Linked DNA regions of Mus musculus: region 2 is linked to region 1. A link is a contact called in public Hi-C data. All regions are on one chromosome and are shown on one strand. Each heading gives the region's core, a stretch centred on a gene start, on an enhancer-like site or on the middle of the called end of the contact. The rest is flanking DNA. Distances are from core to core; before and after follow the strand shown. Region 1 overlaps Nt5c2 (5'-nucleotidase, cytosolic II). Region 2 overlaps Pcgf6 (polycomb group ring finger 6).

Evidence for each region. Hi-C and Micro-C count contacts between places; a contact is called where the count stands out from the background.
Region 2: a contact with region 1 is called in a Hi-C map of bone marrow-derived macrophages, with 17 read pairs. The contact joins two enhancer-like sites. A contact is called at or near these places in 1 of 39 promoter capture datasets (cranial neural crest), 14 of 484 Hi-C or Micro-C datasets (the AML12 cell line, the BV-2 cell line, bone marrow-derived macrophages and 6 more), 12 of 115 datasets of contacts at active chromatin or transcription factors (the 230-238 cell line, bone marrow-derived macrophages, cardiomyocytes and 9 more) and 4 of 9 other capture datasets (adipose tissue, embryonic stem cells, liver and 1 more).

What each region holds. Positions count from the first base shown.
Region 1 is chr19:46,897,851-46,900,969 of GRCm38.p6, forward strand. It overlaps Nt5c2 (5'-nucleotidase, cytosolic II), which reads right to left. Exons shown (of 18, transcript NM_029810.5): 6 at 953-1,044; 7 at 772-829. Among named protein-coding and RNA genes, the nearest start is that of Nt5c2, 63 kb to the right of the region's middle. Within about 2 kb of position 1,606, at least 108 of the 459 cell types and tissues checked have an H3K27ac peak or open chromatin away from gene starts, as enhancers often do. A contact at or near this core is called in bone marrow-derived macrophages, where this site is marked.
Region 2 is chr19:47,033,372-47,036,683 of GRCm38.p6, forward strand. Pcgf6 (polycomb group ring finger 6) reads right to left here. Exons shown (of 10, transcript NM_027654.3): 10 at 246-1,314. The coding sequence ends at 1,258. Among named protein-coding and RNA genes, the nearest start is that of Pcgf6, 16 kb to the right of the region's middle. Within about 2 kb of position 1,945, at least 13 of the 459 cell types and tissues checked have an H3K27ac peak or open chromatin away from gene starts, as enhancers often do. A contact at or near this core is called in bone marrow-derived macrophages, where this site is marked.

The DNA.
Region 1 (3,119 bases), core at 356-2,855:
TGAGACAGGATAATTTACAGGATGGAATTAAAAGGCCAAGGTCCCATAATACCAAGTTCCTCACTTTAGAAGCAGGCCTCACTGCGCAGACATTTAGAAGCTAGGCTCTCCCTCCCTGACCTTCCTGCATTGTCCCTAGGTACAAAGGCACCGTTCAGTTCTATCTGGATTCCACTTTCCACCAAACTGCCCTCAAGTGGGTAAGGCCTCAGATATGAAGTTAGCAGACTCTAACACAGAGGCTGTTACACATCAAGCAATGGCCACACAGCTCCCCAGAAGGAAAGGCTAACCTGTGAAGACTTAGGCAAATTTTTGCTTTACAGAAAATAAACACTATTTTATTCCTTGGTGAGCTCTTGCTGGGCCTGGGAATGAAGCTACATGAGCATCCCGGGATGGCTCCTGGGCAGCTGCTGTGAAATGAGTCGGGGGTTTCAGTGCAACTCTGCTTGGACAGATAAGCATCACACAAACCTCCCACTCAGTTGTCACAATTAGCACCTCTGCTGGCCGTCTTCAATCCCAGTCACAAGTGGTCCCTTCCAAACATGGCTGCAGCACACTGGCAAGGAGAGGGGCCGTGTGGGAGGTGAGAGCCTGCATGGAGCTGCTGGCGCTGTCCATCTCTCAGGCTGGCAATGTGGCATCTCTCACTAGCACTAAATTCACTTTAGAAAAGCAGAAAAGACCTACAATGGCCAGTTCTCTAAAACCCTGTACATTAATTTAAAAATCAACTGGATGAAGAAAATTGTAATATAAACATACCTGGTGTATCTGGGACAATTAGTAAAAAAATCTACGAGGCAGGCCAACAGGTAGGTCTCTGAAAATGAAGAAAAGGTATGAATAAGCTGTAAGTACCATAATCAAGCTGATTTACTCAGCTTCCTGGAAGACATGGCCCTGGAACAAAGGGGCAGTGTGCAGAGTAAGCAGAGGTGTCTACCTGGGAGATTGAATAGTGTGTTCAGAATGTAAAACCGTTCAGTGTCATCTCGTTGGATAAATTTATTTGGATACTGCTCTCTAGTTTCTGGTCTGTAAGAAAATGTAAAAAAAAATTAATTGATATACAAAAAGTTAACAACTGTAGGAAATCATCACTATTCAATGCTTTATTAAAATATGTTGATGGCTATGTGAAAGACAAGAGTTCATATATTAAATGTGAGCAGCTGTGAACAGGCTCAGGGTGAGCCCTTCAACAGCTCTCTTCATAGACAGCACCCAGGGCTCTCCCTGTGCTAGGGAGGTAACTTAAGAACACACAACCCAACCTCTACAAGAAGGCCGTGGGGAACTCTTAAGACTGAAGGGGAACTACTGAGCTTCAAATGTTTAAGGAGACTAATGCATGAACAGGTGCTCACCCTGGAATCCCAGCGCTGGCAGCCAGGCCAGCCAGGGTGACACAGGGAAGCCTTGTCTCAAAACAAATAAATAAAATTTTAAGATAAAATAAGTCTAAAAGCAGAAGGAAGTGACTGCAAAGAGAGGCAAGGACAACCCAGAAAGGATTCCTGTCGGTGCTGGTGTGCTGGCTCTGCTGCAACACCTAAGTGGACACTTCCTCTCCTGGATGAAGTGTGGAACAAAGAGCAAGCCTTCCTTACCGTCTGAGCTGTGCTTTTCTCTGTTCCTCTTTACTGAAAGCGGGCCAACTTCTGACCTGACCTACTTAATTTGCAAGGCCAGCCCCTATCAGTAAAGTGCTTGCCATGCAGACACGAGGAGGAACTTTTGTTTAGAATCCCAATGCCCATGTAAGTGCCAAGCACTGCAGTGTGTGCCTGTAACCCTAGCCATGGGGAAGGAAGAAAGAAGGGTCGAGTGGAACTCTGCTCACCATTCAAGCAAAAGCAAGGACAGTATCTCAAATAAGCTGGAGAGTGACTGAGAACACACCTGCACATACATCCCCACAAAGACAAAGAAAACAAATATAAAGCTTATACACAGTGTAAGCTGGGTAAATTCCTACTTAAGTTACTTAACTTCAAATGGTATGGACTCTAGTCACGACCATAAAATCATAGTAGTTTCTTGGTTAGTAACCCCTTTCATCACCCTTATGAAACAAAGTTTCTAATCAATTCAAGACTAAGTAGAAAGCCATCTCTCTGGCTTTCTGGCAGAAGGGGGCAACACTAGCATGCCCTCCCTCCAGCCAGTGAGTGAAGGCTGGCTTAGACAATCACGGGTGCAGCTGCTGTGGCAATCACAACTCAGACTGACTGATAACTAGGTTAGTCATCGCATTCCCGGTCAGGGGAAGACAATGCATCATACATATCAGAAGAAAACAGTCTACTTGGAATTGGAAGGAACACTGGCATGTTTTGTGACCTGCAGCCCCAGGCTAACAAGGTGTGACAAAGGTAGATGGACGTTGACCTCCTTTTTAGCTCATTGCCACTGCACCTTAAAAACTGAAATGTCCCACCATGTTCATTCTCTCCCTAATATCTTTTCCTTTTGCACTAAGCGTAAATGAATCTACGTTTACCCACAAATGACTTATTTTTGAAATACTACCAAAAGTATTTCCAAAGAAGGTACACTGAAACTTTATGTATAGCAGGTTGATGTGGACTTAGTATTAGGTCTATCTTATACCATATAATTTACAAAATGATAATAGCTGTGTTCAATTTATATTTTGAGAGTCTTTTTTTTTTTATAATTAAACAGAAAGGGTGAAATGTTGCAGGATATTAGGGCAGTGGCAGGCTTGTGATTGGACAGGAAAAGGGAGGAGGAGCTAAGAGTTGTGGAGACAGAGAGGGAGGAGGGAGAAGAACCAGAATGGTGTTATCGAAAGGTTATAATAATTGAGTTAAAGTTTTATCAGTATCAATTAGCCCTGAAACTATTGTATTGGCATTTTTGTAAATTGTGATCTTTTTGTTATATAAATCTAACTGTATAATTAAGCTTTAAGAGTCATGTTTCTACTGGGGTAACTAGGTGTTGAGATGGCTGATGGTGGGGTGTGTGGGGCACTGTGTGGAAGCAAGATGAACTTGGGAGAGAATAGCTCAGTGGTGAGAACACGGCCGAGCAAGCGAGACCCCACCCAGACATAGTGTTGTGGCCTGCCAGTATCGGTACTA
Region 2 (3,312 bases), core at 695-3,194, 140 kb after region 1:
GACAACACCGGATAAATGCCTATTCACGGCAGTGTAACTTTACTTCAGACACCCTGTCAATTGCTTTGTTTTTTAAAAGCCAATCATGGCTCAGTGGGTACAGGTATCTGCCACCAAGCTGCCTGAGCTTGAACCCAGGACCCGCATGGTGGAAGGAAGAACTGACTTCTACTTGCCTCCCATAACACTATGGCACACACATACGCACAATAAGAAACCAAAGAATATGTCAACACACCTCAAAATTGGCTAAAATAAATTTTTATTAAATGTCAGAAGAGATTTATGTACAGTTCATAAATTCTTTACAAAAACAATCGCCAATTTAAGTCTAATTTTTTAAATTTCTGTACAGATTTGGAAATTTTGCTATGAAGTCTATAAAATATGTATTTTAGAAAGCATCAGGATGCTAATTTTAGGCAAAGTAATGTTTACAATGAAGTCTCTGTGAAAGCAAGGTTCTCAAAGACTCTCATTCTTTATCCAAATGGCAAGAAAACAGAAACATTAACATGGAACCAGATCATTTAAGTGACTGAGGAACAATAAGGGTTCTGTAAACTTCTGGTCATTCACCTGAAATTTGTTGCTACTGTTAGAAGCAGTGCCATCATTCACAGCCACACTGAGGGAATTTTGTGACACCTGACCCAGTGTCCCATCAGAAAGAAGCACCTCATATTTGTTTAAGGGATGTTAGTTAAGAAGAGCCATTTCTAACAGGAGACAGTCTCAGCCTCAGAGCTGAGGAACAGGGCTTTAGTGGTATCAGTGGAATTTTGTTTGAAGTTCAGAATAGGACAGGAACTTGTAAGTGGCCAGTAGTTTCGGTGCGGAGCGCACCCGAGGTTTAACAGACTGGCTCTGAACTCAAAGCAAAGCTGTTCTGAAGGAAACCACCCAGCCCATGCAGCTGGAGGGCAGAGTCCCAGCTCTGGGAAACTGACCCACCCACCTCAAAGATGGGAAGCAACCAGCAACTTCCTCATATTTGGAATCACAAGGAATTTTAAAATTCAGTGTTTTCAGTTTTTTCCCCTGAGTTATGAGTGCTGTTTCCATAGTCTTTAGTGTAGCAAATACATTCTATTGTTTCAAGTTGTACACACACAATGCTAGGGTTCTGGTGACAACAGAAGCCAGCTCTTAACAGCGGAAAGTAGTCGTAGTTACGTGCTTTGTGAGAATCTTTGGTGCAATGCAGATATGCAGATGCCTCCGACTGGGTTTCTCTCCTCATATACCTTTGCATCTTCAAGTTATTTTCAAAGGAGAAACCACAAGACCATAATGAAGAACAAGCAGACCGTCCTGAAGAGGGGAGAAGGATATTTTATAGTTCTTTGAAAATTAGTTATGTATAATATATAATCAAACCAAAACTGGCTTAATTTTCATAATCTAACAATAATGAGAAATTCTTTAATGTAAAAATTAGAAGATACATATAACTTCTTTTTATTGACATCACCAAAAACTCCTTATTGATGCATTTTCCCCCTTTCCCTTCTTTTTGTCCTGACAGCAGCACTGCTGCCTCCTCCCCACTCTCTTTCATTAAGACAGAATCTTCCTGTAAGGCCCAGGCTGGCCTTGTACCCACACAGCTGTGAGATCACAGCCCTGCAGCGCCATGCCTCCCATCTCCATTTTTCTTAAAACTTGGAAGAGAAGGTGTAAACCACCCCCGGCCCGAGCTGGAGAGCTGCAGGAAATTATGAGCTGCCTAGCATGGGTGCTATAACACAAACTCTCTACAAGGGCAGTACATGCTTCTAAGCGCTGAGTCATCTCTGCAGATTCTTAGTTCCTTTTAAGTGGTCAAGAACTTCTGAACTGAAACAATTCTTTTGCCCCAGCCTCTCCTGAACAGCTCAATCACAGGTGACCCACCTCAAACAGGTCAGTGTGTTGACTCTCAAATAAGCATAGGTAACTAGGGGCATGCATTTATAACCAAAAGCAACTGAGAAAAGACTTTTCTTTGTCCACAGACTATTTAACAAACTGACTGAAAACTAAGTCTACCTAAAAAAAGACTCAGTTTCTATAGGTCATAACAGATCTGTTCAAGAAAAAAAATGCTGGGATGGGAGTGGTGGCACACCCTTTGATCCAGCGCTTGGGAACTTGCTAAAGCAGACAGACAGATCTCTGTGAGTTTGAGGCCAACCTGGTCTACACAGAGTTTTCTAGGATAGTCAGAGCTACATAGTAAGACTATCTCAAAACATCAAACAGAAAATGGGCACACAACTTTTATTTCAGCACTTGGGAGGCAGAGGCATACAGATCACTGTGAGTTCAAGACCAGCCTGGTCTACAGAGCAAGTACCAGGATAGCCAGGGATATACAGAGAAACCCTGCATTGAAGAGGGGGGAGAGGGAGAAGGGAGAGAGACAGAGAAAATAGGAAATGTTTATTCCACATATGCAGCTTACTATTGCAATAAAACTTTGCAACTTTCACCTATTTGATGAAAATACATTTTATATTATTTTGCTTCCTCCTTGCAGACTGCTAGCAAACCTTACACACATGTGAGACAGACAGTAAGAAATGACAAAGATTGAAGGTAAGCCAAAAAGCAGATGCCTAGCTGCAGGAAATTAAACATCTAAGATAGAGGGCAAATGGCAGACCATGCTGGTCCATGAACCATCATCACGTCTGCTCTAATCAGCATGGAAAAGTGAATGTCTATATAACACAGATACAAAGATTCCATTATCACAGTTATACGCATACAAATCACATTTTTGTATTTCCCTGCCATAGTTCAGAAATGAAATGTAGACTATATTAATATTCATATACAAAACTCAATGTGAGTAGCCGGGCATGGTGGTGCATGCCTTCAATCCCAGCACTTGGGAGGCAGAGGCAGGCGGATTTCTGAGTTCGAGGCCAGCCTAGTCTACAGAGTGAGTTCCAGGACAGCCAGGGCTACACAGAGAAACCCTGTCTCGAAAAACCAAAATGAAAAAGAAAAAGAAAAAGAAAAAGAAAAAAAACAAAAAACAAAAAACAAAAAAAACCTCAAAGTGTGGCTTATAAGCTTTTTCAAGATCTCGAAATTACTCCAGTGCACACATAAGAACATAGTTTAGAAAACAACTCCTTGTAATGTAGATGTAATTTAGATGACTATATTTGTATATTCTATAAATAGATGTGTAAGTATCACTTAAATTTGTTTCCTATTCATATCTCTATTATAGGCCTATATGATGGTTAGCCAGGGTTTGTCCTTCACAGGTTCAAATGCTCAAAGCTTAATTCCTAGTATAGAGAACTAAAGATATGG